Linked DNA regions of Rattus norvegicus: region 2 is linked to region 1. Evidence: chromatin contacts called from public Hi-C data. All regions are on one chromosome and are shown on one strand. The core of a region is the stretch at or near the end of the contact, and the rest is flanking DNA. Distances in the headings are between cores, read along the strand shown. Region 1 overlaps Iqca1 (IQ motif containing with AAA domain 1). Region 2 holds the start of Ackr3 (atypical chemokine receptor 3).

Region 1 (6,464 bases), core at 1,194-3,693:
TCATCTTCAGGCCTATCCTCCCTCCAGGTGTGTCTTTCTGTGTATCCAATTTTCCCGTTCCTATAGGGACAGGAATCCTGATAATTTTCAGACCCCAGGTGGACCCATTGTCCAAAAGCATCTTCACAGATCTTCCTTCTGCGTGAAATCACAGGGTGAGAACAGGGCTTGAGGACGCCAGCGCACACGTACCAGAGCTGAGTGCAGCCCTCTGTGCACACCCTGCTTCTCTTCTTTCGATTGCTGTGCATTTCCTAACCCTTCATCACACCCTTTGTCTCAAAGGCCCTCTCTCCTGCTTTTATCTTTCCTCTCCTGTCCAGAAGATCTGGTGCTGGTACAGAGGATCCAGAACTTTCTGTACCCTGACTTTGTAGATGGGAAGAGACAATAGCTCCCACTCTGAGCAGCCATAAAACACAGAGACGTGCTTTCAGAGTGAGAGGCTCCTAACTTGGCAAACAGCCCGGGCTAGTTGGATCCTTCTCTCTATCAGAACCAACACCCACTAATTTAATTTAATATAATTTGTTTAAATAAAATCTGCTAGGTTCCAGAAAATATGGTTTGCCTAGATATTAATATGGATTTACACAAGCAAGAAAATTGAGGTTGCTTCCACTGCCCCCCTAATGCTGTGTTTACTGGCAGTGAGCACTAGATTTAACGGTTGCTACAGGGTCTCTTTCCCTTCTGGTGGAGGCTAAATTAACCATTCTGCTATTTATTACCTGCTCGTTAAAATGCAGGAGTCTCCGGGTCCGTAATGCAAGTGTCCACCATCACTCATTCCGCCAACCAATACAGTCGTCCTTGCCAAGGGCTTCTTTTTTTAATGCTGAGAATTTGGAAGGCAGCCCTGCACAAGACAGCGGCCAGTCTCTCGGTTTCAGCTCTAATTTTCCTCACGTTTGGAAATGCTCTAAGCACTGGGCGTCTACAGCACTTCACACACAGGAATGTGCTCTTTGCATCACACACACACACACACGCACACACACACACACGCACACACACACACACACACACACGCACACGCGTGCACACACAGGGTCAGTGAGCACCTGAAGTAGGAAAGGGGACAATCAGACACCCTGCCTCCTCCGTCTGGGAATATCTTCACTGTGCATTCAGAAACAGATCACGGGAGTCATCGTGGTGCATAAAGGTCCATCCTTGTGACAAATGGAGACAGCCAAACTAATTTTCTTGGTGACCTTATCTAAATGAGTTAGAAAATAACACTTCAGATTTATGGCTAGTTACAATTAAGCCCTTTGATATCTTTAATTAAACCTGTAGAGATTTATCTCTATATTATTCCTTTGGTAACCCTTTAAAAATGATAAAAATGTAAATTAATATTACCCTCAACAGGAGCTGTTTCTATTTGTCCTAAATTAGACTCAGACCCTTCCTTTCACACTGCACTGCTCAGGCACACATTCCACATGGACCTTAAATAATTTATGGTGGAACTTTCCACCAATGTTAGACGGAATCTTTTAGAGTCTGAAAAAAAAAACTGCAATATTTTAGTTTCTTTGTACGTCACTCAGAACTTCATCTCACTTCACACAGCCCAATGGTTATTTTTTTTTCTTTTTCTCTTTAAGTGATTCTGAGTGACAAGGCCAAGGCCCCTGGAACATGCGAGGCAGACAGTATTTTCCCCCCATAGGAGATGATTGTAACAGTTCATGTAATTTGCCTTTTATCACAACTGGTATAGCCGTGCTTTCTTGCCTGGTTTTTCTTCAAACCTTCTCTAAGAAAAGATGCCCTGGGTTCTTTCTGTGGCAGTGATTTTAAAGAACAAACAAACAGACAAAAAACACCTCTCTGACCAAAGGCAACTTGGGGAAGAAAGCGATCATTTGATTTATGCATCCAGGTCACAATTCATCATTGACCGGAGTCAGGGCAGGAAACCAAAGCAAGAACCACTGCTCCCTGGCTCTCTGTTCTGGCTTTTGCTCACTCGCTCACCCATGCTTGGCTAGCTTTCTTACACAGCCAGGACCACCTGCCAAGGGATGGCGCCGCCCACCATGGGCCAAGCCTTCCTACACCAACTGTCATAACAGGTCAATCCTTGATCAAGGCGTTCCTCTGCAATGACTCTAGGCTGTGTCAGGTTCACAGTTAAATATGAGTAGAACAGACACACCCACCAATGGTAGCTCTCCCCTGTAGTGTTTGCATTCTCTGGCCTTTCATTTTTCAGACCACCACGGTCTCCCATCCACTCATCCATGTTTCCTTCCTCCCTAGGTGAGTACAGCTACCTGGGGACGACTCTGCGTCAGGTTGCCATAGAGCCCATGCCATCCCTCCTGGACGTCAGACAGCTCATCACCCTGTATGGAATCTTGCCTCTGGGTAAGGACTGGCGTTCCCACAAGCTCGGACAGCAGCCTCCCTCTGGCTTTGATGGTATTTCCTGTTTGGCACCAAAAGTGCTTTTCACCTTCCCAGCTGAGGATGGGAAGCCTTGTCTCACTTCCGTACAGGCCCAGCAGAGAAGGGCAGGCTGGGAAGAGAGCTTCTGTGCCATCTCCAGGTCTAGCTCACATTACAGCAACCAGCTGGAGAGATGGCCTCTGAAGTCAATGAGCTGAGAAAGCTAAGGTGGCTGCGTGCCTTCCTTCACACACTACCTTCTGTGGCTGGGTCCTGATCTCCCCCACGGTCCCTCCATCACGGTCCTTCAGACACAGCTCTAGGCTGTGCCTAGGGATGCAGGAGGCACGAAGCCCCTCCCTTCCCTCTGTTTGGTGGTGGCTGCAGGAGGGCAGCCCAACAAGAGGCAGTGCTCTGCTTGCCGCTCTGAAGCTAGAAATTACAGCTTGTTTCGCCTGCTTCGATAACTCTCTCCCGCTTTGACTTAAGAACTTATGTCTGTTGGCAGGAAAGCTCTAAGGCCTCTCCTGACATTACGTCAGAAGTCGTGAATGTGATTTGGGGGCAGTATAAATGTCCAGGCACTATATTTCACATTGCATCACACGCAAATATATTGGAGCACAAGATTTAATGTCAACAAACTCAATGTGTAACGCTCGCAGGACCAGCCTAATAAAATACATTGAGTCTCACACCTTATCGTAACATAATGGGAGTCAGGAGACGCAAGGAGCTACTATTCCTGCTCAGTGTACACTACGCGGGTCCCTTGGCTGGCTATCCCTGCTACCCATGGTTTTCCGTTCTGCCTCAAAAGGACCCCACCCCTGCATGGAGAACACCACCACCCACTCTCCCACCGCACTCTACCCTCACCCCTCGCCACACACCCCCCATCAGCAGCTGCCAGGCCCTCCTGGCCACAGAGTCAGCTGGAAAGCTGGCTCTCCTGAAAGAGTTTTATGTCACCTGTTGGGGATGCAGACACAAGTAGGACAGATGAGCCACGTGCACAGGTATGCCTCCAGGTGTGTAAACTTCACGTGTCACCCCCACCTGCACGTGAATGCAACCTGGGGAGACGCTGGCATCTGCCAACAGTTCCTGAAGCTGCCCCTTGCTCCCCAACACACACATTCATAGGAGAACCCTCATGTGGAAAGTGGCGTCCTGTCAGAAAAGGGATGAGGCACAGCCTTAGGGGACAATGATTGTTTGGATCACTTCAGTGGCAGCCTCTGGCAGAAGCCCACACAGGTTCGTTTCCACACCTGGTTGGGAAACAGAGCCCCATCCTAGGTTGCTAGGACCAGGGCTGAGGCTTCCTTGATGCCCAGGGTATAAGAGAAAGTCCAGGACTTTCCCATCAGGTCCTGGAAGAGGCAGGGGAGACAGGGAGAGTGCGTCCCTGAGTACATGTGGATCACTGTCCGAAGGTCTCTTCCTATGGTCATGTACCCTCTACAACCCTACATCTCTGGATGACAGTAAAGTTAGGGAGAGACAGAAGTAGGGTCAGGACCCAGAACATCAGGCCTCTTGTTTCTCTACAGCCCTCCAGATCTTAGACAGATGCTATGCCCAAAGCTAGTAGTGTCCCGAACCCCTAGACCATGCCATGAGAATGAGGATCCCTGGGTTAGCTAGGTCCCAAGCACAAGGACTTTCCCTGGACCACCCTCTTCCCCTCAGAGTGGCCTCGGTGATCTCCCTAGAAAAGTGGTACCCTGCATTCGCATCTGGCACATCCTCCCTGAGGTCCCATCTGCCCTAAGCTCCTGACACCTCTTCCCAGACCTCTCCCAGCCCTGGCCCTGGCCAACACCCTTGGCAAGCCTATAATTCCCATCCACCTTTCAAGACAGCCAACTACTGCTATCAGTCTCCTCACATGCCTGACACCTCACCAATCAAAATGTATGCTGCTCCCTTAAGACCAACCTGATCAGACACTGTGCCTCCATCACTGGGACCCTCCTCACACACTGCCCCTGGGATCTCCTACTTCAAAGTCCCACATAGATGTCCCCTTCTTCCAGGGTCATCTATGACCTGAGACCCTAGCTGGAATTTTAGCTTCTCTGACATCTGAGGGTCTAGAGGTTCCAAGCGCCCTTTGCCTCGAGTTGTGAGTCCAGCCCCAGCCTGGCTTCCCACTGCAGGCTCACCTCCTCGGGGTCAGCTTCCTTCTGACCATAAACCCTTAGGGGCTCTTCTCAACCCTTAGCAGCTCGTCTCAAGATTTTTCCATATTTAAAACCCATCCTACTCAGCCACAGGAGTGCCAGGGCTTGCCGGAGCCACACCCAAAGCCTCCTTCCACACCAAGTATGAAGGAAAGAGGAATAAAGAGCCTCTCTCCCCCACCAGAAAATTGTCCCTCCACCACGTCATGTTCCTGGAGCCCCTTCTAACCATATAAACCTCGTTTATGTCACCAGAAGGAATATGTAGAATGGTGAGCCACTCTAAAGATATGTTTCTGGCTTTCAAACAATTCCCTGTCTTTTCAAATATTCTTGGAAGGAAAGGAAAGGGCAAATTATATTGAACCAGCCATGGTGGCACATGGCTGTGATCCTAGCATTAGAAAGGCAGAGGGAAAGGATCAGGCCAGCCTGGGCTATGAGGTAAGAACCTGTCTTGTGTTTTATAATTAATATTATTATATTCACATATTAACAGACATAGACAAGACCCAGAGTGTCCAAAACCAGAGCCCGCTGAGGACAGCTGCCCCCGTCTCTGCACTGAACAGCACTGGGTTCTGTGCATCTTGTACTGAGTGCCTACTCTGTTCTGTCACCCCCACCCTCGCCCCACCTGGCCCGAGGTACAGACTGTGCAGATTAGAACAGAAAGCAGGGACAATGAGAATCCAAGCTGCTCTATTGCCTAGTGCCAGGTGGCCTTTGGTCCTGGGGCCAGCTCAGGAGGAAAATCTCTAGGCTTTGGCCCTGGCTCCTTGGCCTTTCCCTCTGTTTCCTATGCTTCAATACATAGTAGAAAAGAAGGTTCTGAGGGAAATGAACACGTCTCCACCAACCTCATTGTCTGTCTCTCTGCATTCTACCACCAACACACACACACCCAAAAAAACTTAGGCAGGCTATTATAGGAATGACCTTTAAAATTATGGGCTTGAAAAAAACAATGCAGGACCAGGAGAGAACAGCTGTCCTGGAGGACTCCAGAGGCCTCAGAGCCCATTGGGGCAGAAGGCGAGCCTTGGGCTTGACGTGACTTGCATGCATTCCTCATGGCCACAGATCCCTTTACTTGATGTAGCACTCTAGCTAGAATAAGGGCCTCTGGTTTTCTGGGCACATTCAACAGCACTGGCCCTTCCCTGCCTTTCCAGGGTCCGCAGAAGTACATGAGAGAGCTCCCTTGGTGAAGTCGCTGCTATTGGCCGGACCCCCAGGGGTAGGGAAGAAAATGCTGGTCCATGCCATCTGCACAGAAACAGGGGCTAACCTCTTCAACCTGTCTAGCTCAAACATCGCCGGGAAGTACCCGGGCAAAACCGGCCTGCAGATGATGATACACTTGGTCTTCAAGGTAAGCACCGTATTTTTCTAGGGCAGCAGACACATCTGTGTTGAGCTCCCCTTTCGCCCTCCTGTAAATTAGCTCATTTCCACATCTGGCTGAGTATCGCACAATTAGAAACAGCTTCTTTGGAGCATAAACACCCTACTGTGGTGCCCAGCCCTGACTCCTGAGGCCACAGGGTTCCTCACTGAGAGGCCTGTATGTCTCCTGGAAAATCAAACCCACGTTTTACTTCCCCAGCTCATCTCACTGTCCTCATCCCCTTTGCACTGTTCCTCATGTGGTACAAATTACAGTGCTCCATTACTCTCTGAGCGCAAGCTCTTTCGGCAGGGCTGAAGGGGTAACCTTCAGGGAGCTAAGCCCAACATAGGAGGGTCACAGACAAGGATGACACAGGGTCACAGACAGCCTCTCAGAGGACCAAATACACTGCCAGCTGTGTGGCTATAGTTAAGTTCCTAACTGCCCCTCAGGGTCCCATCACCAGAATGAAGGAATCT
Region 2 (6,464 bases), core at 2,444-4,943, 140 kb before region 1:
CTGCCTTCCCTATCCACACCTCTGAAAACAGATCAGGGCAGCTGATGAGACACGAGGGATGAACATAGAAGAATCTAACAGGTTGCAGCTTGTCCTCACTCCGGCTAGTAGGAGCTGGGCTCAACTGCTTCCACTTGGGTCCCGTGTTACAGACACAAGGTCTTCATTTGTCTGGGACACTCTACAAAGAGCGTTTTACCGAAGTAGAAGAATCTGGCCACCTTTGCAGAACCGTGAGGCAACTGTCCATCAGGGAGATGATGACTGCGGTGTTGCCAACTAAACAACTCTCCTTAGTCCACCTGAAACCCACACCTAACCTGGATGACACCCACCCAGGTAGCTCTCTGTGGCCAAATACTACTCTTGAGTGCAGAAAGAAACCCTGTCTATCCCCCAGTACGGAGCCAATGAGAAACAATGCTGTCCTGACCACACATTCACTGTGGCCCTGAGTGACCTCACTTCCTCTAAGTAAGGAACTGCTTTGAATTATTTGGGAACTCGAAAGAAATAATAAATATGGTAAGGAAAAAAACCCACACCCTGGTTCTGAAACAAGGCCACCTATCCTCAGGGTTCTTGGCTGAACTTCCCACCAACACATGAGACAGCCTCCTACCATGTGAGCGCTCACAGACATAATGAATGTCCCATCCAGAAACCGGATCAGAGCCATTGTGCTCTGCAGCCCAAGGGAGCAGAGCCACATCTAGCGGAGAGATCTAGATGTCCCTGTACCATACAAACGCTGCCAGCTGGCAGGATATAGCCCGAGTCTGCATTCCCACCAGCTTAGGACCTGGGCAAGACAATAGGAGGTCCGGGGTTCCCAAGCCATGCTACGAAAGCTTAGGTTCCTCTTATACACCAGCCTTCAGGCTAGCAGAGACAACAGAAACACTAGAAGATGCCAGCTATTTAGCGGGCACAGCCTTCAACTGCAGCTTTCCCATGCTGCTCAGGGCTCCACCCCTAGCAGCTCAAGGCCACCTGAGATGGTCTCCATATCTCCCAGCTGGGGGCTGGAGAACAAAACACTGTCCACTCCCAACCTATTGGTTCTTTGCAAAATCATCACTGTAAAATTCCACAGTCCCTGGGATGTGTTTATAAGAAACTTTTTTTTTTAAAGCGAAGCTTGGGGGAGCACAGGCTAATCATCTCCCTTTATAAACAAGACTAAGCCAGTATATTTTTAACAAGAAAGGCATTGGCTACCTAATCCCCGCAGAAAATGTCCTTGCCTGACACCTGGGCCCATCTGCTTTTTCCTAGGCTGTTTGCTTCCACTGTAACAGGAGATAGGTGTCCCAATACCTGGGGAGTTTGAAAACAGTCATTACTACACCTGTTTATCAATTTTATCTAAGCACATAGATTTCAATTATCAGACTCTTTGTTTGTTTATCGTTTATTCATTCTGAGACATGGTACGAAGGCAACATAACCCAAGCTGGCCTCGAACTCACAGCAATCTTCCTGCCTCAGCCTCTGGAGTTCCGGAATCACAGGCATGCACCCAACCTAACAGGCAACAAGAAACATTTTAATACCTCTGGTTGCTTAACTGAAAAGTACAAATGCCTTCGGGGCCCAAATTCCATTCTGTTTGCTACAAAATCTCAGAAAAAGAAAAGTTCTGAAGTTTCTGAGGCTCTCTCCTCCTCCCTCAGTGACTCTAAAAGTTTATGAAGGAGTGGCCCTTCGGTCTCAGCTCTGAGTAACTTCAACCAACTTCCCTGTGTAGATTTGAAAATTAAAGAACTCCACCTCAAAGCCTCACACAAAAAGCCACTGTTCTGACTAACCAGGGTGTTTCATGGTCTTTCTTTCTTCTTCTTTTTTTTTATCCCATCTAGAAAGCCTACCCTTGGCTGGCTCTGGGTCTGATTAGAAATCATAATACCTTCTTAGCTCCCTAAGGATTCGCTATTAATACTGGCTAAGCTCACGTCCCAAGCCCTGACTCAGTTGAGCACAGCATGCTGCCGTGTAACTTTCTGGAACTTAAAGTGTGTGTGTGTGTGTGTGTGTGTGTGTGTGTGTGTGTGTGTGTGTGTGTGTGTGTGTTTGCACTGTGCATGCCCCTTTAAAAACAAACCGGAGGCGCCCAACAAGCAGCTAGCAAGCAGCAGACTTCCCCAGCTTTTACACCTCGGCTCGCAGACAGCTCCTTCCAGCCCCTGCTGCCTCCTGGAGGCAGTGGCTGAGCTCAGCAGAGAGCAGCACACAGTGTTTACCTCTCAGACTGGGGAAAATTAGAGCAAAATGTTTCCAAACTGGAGCTTTTGCATAGCTCCGGGTAGAAACGGGAGTTTTCATTCCATCTGGGGCAAGCTCCTATTCAGATGGGAGAAAGACTGGGGCTTTATCCATTTAAAATCTGCAGCGAGCCAGGCACAAAACCCAGAACCACCCCCATTCCTCCTTTCTGGTCCTATCCATTTGAGCTCCACATTCTCCTGAACTAAATAAAGACCCACAAAGCCAGCATCTGCTCCTTCAAAGAAAAACAAAGTTTCCACACTGGTACAATGCAGACTGGGGTCTTGGGGATCCCACTGACCCGAGACACCTTTAAAAGGATGTTTGCTCCCACTCCACTTCGAAACAATTAATTAATCTTGTTTGTGAGCAAATGAATGGAGAGACAGAGAGAGAGAGAGAGAGAGAGAGAGAGAGAGAGAGAGAGAGAGAGAAAGAGAGAAAGGGGAAGAGACAGCCAGTCTGCCTTTCACAGTGCTTCATTCTCCTAGCAGTTAGCAGCCAGGAGTCTTGGCTAACCACGGATCCCCTGACCTCAGGGCAGTCCTCGCTCCCAGCCACCCAGCGAACCTTTATGCACCCTAACAAAGTCAGCAACACTCACAGTTCACTTGGAGAGCAGGTTTAAATTATAAAATACTAGACTTTTTTTAGTACCTGCTTTTTTTTTTAACCCCAGCTGAAGTTGGACAATACTTTCTAGGAGAACAATAAATACTCAAAATTAGACTAGCAAAGATACCATGAAGAGATAAGACGAAGAGTAGCTAACATTCAATTTACAACTTCCAGAATTCAGGAGCTGTGAATTAATCCATCCCCACCCCCAGAGCACGGAGTTTAAACTCATCCTAGACATAGACGGCTCAGCCCAGTTGTCTGCACCACTGGAGGATACCACTGAACACATCGTATGCCTTTCTGGAAGTTACGTTTGTGTTTTTACAGCTAGTTCTACGCACTTCCAATCTGATAACCAGAAGTAGGGGCTGGCAAATATTGGTACCAAGTTCACCCCTAAGTCAGCCTTGGGCAAGCTCCGTGGGGCATTCCATGTTCTCTGCAAAGTTTCCCTGCCTCCTGGAACTTAAGTACTGGCAGAAACAAATCAGAGTCCAGTAGCAAACAAACGCACGGAGATTTCCCTCCACAAGTGACTGAACTCGAATCCCCCAAAGCAGAAGCAGTAGCTTGCAACGCAGCCTGCAATCAGCTTTGAGCTCTCCAAACCGGACCTGCAGGCTCTGAAGCCCCCAGCTCAGGGATCTAAGAGTTCTCAGAAGTCGGGTTCGGGTAAGAACAGGAGCCCTGCCCCTTGCCGTGGTTGCTCAGCAAAGCTGTCCCAGAAGCAAGGTTTTCTTACCTCGCGGCTGCCTGGGCTGTGATTTGCCTTCCTGGCTTTGAGTGCTGCAGGCTCCTTCAGTGCTGAGCAGTTTGTAGCAACTGAGTTCTCTCCGGGCTCCGGACTTGCCTTTTATATACACTGCAGGAAAGTGCCTCTAGGTGGCAGTTTTGCAACCCTCATCTCCTCCTCCTCCCCCCCCCCCCCCCCCACCACAGCGCCGGCACGCAGGCTTGTACACGCGTACACGCCCTCCCGTAACCCTCTCTAGGTTGTTGTTTCCTGCACAAGCACATTCCTGGGAGCCCTCAAACCCCTTCCTTTGCAAAGGCTAGATCCTATTGGGGGAAATGCCCTCAGACGAAAACCCAAAAGAAGTCCTAGTACTTTCCAAAATGATCAAATATTGATCCTGTCTCAGGTATAGCTTTAATAATCCCACGAGTACCAGGAGTTCCTTTGAATGCCTGTAGCTTCAGGGAAGACTTTGTTCCCAAGACAAATTACTCTGAACTTTTGAACTTCGCTGTTGATTTGTCAAGCTTACTCTTTCTTTGTCGATGCCTCCTGAACAGAACTCACATTTTGGACAGGGAACGATTAATCCACCCTGTACGGCCATCACCCAGAAAGTGCCTTTAGGTTGGATTCTGTAGGAACTCTTACACAAAGTCCTTGAGTCCCTAGTAAGACCGCGTTCTACAGGGCTGAGCAATGCCAGTCGCTGAAAAGGTCTTGACGCAGGTGAAGTAGCAGCCCTTTATCGTCATGGTGAGCTTAGCCGACTTTTCTCGCTATCGTCATCTTTATCAAAATCTACATTCTAATCAAGATGCTCATTGTTCAGATTCCCTGTAAAAAGTGTCCCTTGCAATGCCTCACTTAGTAAAATGACCCAATCTTTTACTTTTAAAACTGTCACTGCAACGCCTCCCCAAGTGGCCCCCACCCTCCAAGAGCTGGCGGTCACTCTGCTCTCTCCCGGACTTCTGAAGAGCAAGTTACAGCGCCCAGGGTTAAGGCACTGGCTAAACGCAAAATCTCCTTCCTGCCTGCGCTAACACTTGCTCAGTCTATTTTCTAAGTTTCCTGGGAGTGACTGTTGAACACGGGAACCGGAGGACTCGGGGGTCAGAGTCTCACGTAGGCTAGAGAGCTTCGGTCTAGAGAAAAACCTTAACAAAAGAAGTGGTTTGTTTAAACAGCCTTGCACTTTACTCCTGGCGGGGCAGATCCTGAGGAGCACACCTGCTTTCCGGGCTGTAGGAGGGGTGCGCGTCTGCAAGGAGCAGTGTGAGATCTGGGTGGGGGGTCATGAAGCCTCCTGGGGTGTCTGTGACCCTCACTGCAGGGGAGAGGTCCTGAGGCCCGTGGGCGGGGTCTGTGGCCCGGAGGTGTAGTCTGTGGTCTCAAGGGTGGATCTGGGTCTGGCTAGAGGCGGGCGGTCCTTCCAGCTACAAAGACTGGTCTGTGGCCCCAAGCGGAGGGAGGTCTGAGTCAACTGGGAGGGTCTGTATGTACAGGGAGTGTCCTACAGCGTCAGGAAGGGACCTCTGAGGCCTCAGGGTCAGAAAAGGGTCTCGGGACCCAGCCAGGCCATCCTGTCCTAGGCCTTCTAGCTTTCATTCACTGGAGGCCCCGCAGGATTTGCTTCAGAGCAACCCGCCCCGTTTGGGATGCCAAAGCGCCTGCGCATCGCAGCACGCCCAGGCCTGGGGCCAAATCCTCCGCACGGAAGGCTCCCGACTGCCTTTGTCCAGAGCCCAGAGCTGCCTTGGAGCAAAGCAGAGACCTGCCCTCGTGCGGCCATCCCAGGATGTCCACAACCGGGACCGTTCTGCTTCTCACCGCGATACATAGACCAAGGCCGACCGCAGGGGACTGGACTTGCCTGTGGGAAGTGCGCTGGCTACAGCAGAGCTTTATTAATTAGACCATGCACTTGCAAAAAAGGAAGATGCAAAGGAATTTTTTTTAAAAAGCATAAAGTATGCACCCTCCCTGAGCATTGATTGTTTTGCCCCTTGCTGGACCATCCTGCCTCTAAGATTCTGGAGCCTCACCTTTTCTCAGAAACGAGGGTGAGGAGTAGGCAAGGTGGTTCGGGGATAGAGAATCCAGGAGACAGGCCTGATGGTTTTGATCTTGAGTTGCATCCCCAGGACCCAAATGTCGGAAAGAGAGAACCAATTCCCCCACTGAGAGAGCGGCTGCGGCCGGGGGGGGGGGGGGAGTGGGGGGAGGAGAAAATTATCAAGGGGCTCCAGAAAAGATTTACTTGGTAAGGTTAAGTATACTGGGCTGAGATACAGCATAAAATCCTATGTAATGTCTCCCTCCTTTGGCCAGGAGCCTGCCTCGTGACCCACACAGGAGAAGACAAATTCAGGACACGGATTCCTTGATGCTACAGGCCTAGGGGCCTGAGTGAGAAGGGTCAGGTATCTCCCAGTCAGCTCCACCCAACTTCCCTTTCCACACACCTAGACTCTGAAGCTAGACCCATCCAGCAGCCGTCCCCTCTGGAGCTGTTCTCCTGTTAGCATGCCATCCCCTCCTGCCTGAATCCCACCCACCCACTCAACACACCCCTGAAGGTCCAGGACTGGGTCCTGCTCCCAGCCTTCAGAGAAGAGCGGAATAGAAATGTTGAGTTACTGTGAATATGTGTGAAGGACTTCTAGCCGTTGGCCTGGAGACAAAGCATTGCAATGTCCTTGTGCTACAACCCAGGAAGAGGTGTCACCCTCCAGTAGCCAGGCAGGACAGGAATGCTTCCTGCTGGACAGTACACACCCCTCCCACCTGGAGTTAAGATCCCTTCCTTAGAGGTAAAGTCAGTCAGTGCCTAACC

Evidence for each region. A called contact is a pair of places that touch in the nucleus more often than the background predicts.
Region 2: a Hi-C map of the A7r5 cell line shows a contact between it and region 1, with 5 times the contacts expected there. The contact joins the promoter of Ackr3 here to the enhancer-like site in region 1. A contact is called at or near these places in 10 of 12 Hi-C or Micro-C datasets (the A7r5 cell line, the Rat2 cell line, Schwann cells and 5 more) and 1 of 1 datasets of contacts at active chromatin or transcription factors (oligodendrocytes).

The regions. Positions count from the first base shown.
Region 1 is chr9:98,098,435-98,104,898 of GRCr8, reverse strand. It overlaps Iqca1 (IQ motif containing with AAA domain 1), which reads left to right. Exons shown (of 19, transcript XM_017596905.3): 14 at 2,275-2,382; 15 at 5,768-5,967. The region is part of intron 6 of LOC102554789 (a long non-coding RNA gene); the gene reads right to left. Among named protein-coding and RNA genes, the nearest start is that of Asb18, 58 kb to the right of the region's middle. Within about 2 kb of position 2,443, at least 5 of the 93 cell types and tissues checked have an H3K27ac peak or open chromatin away from gene starts, as enhancers often do. A contact at or near this core is called in the A7r5 cell line, where this site is marked.
Region 2 is chr9:98,244,583-98,251,046 of GRCr8, reverse strand. Ackr3 (atypical chemokine receptor 3) reads right to left here and starts at 3,693. Exons shown (of 2, transcript NM_053352.2): 1 at 3,632-3,693.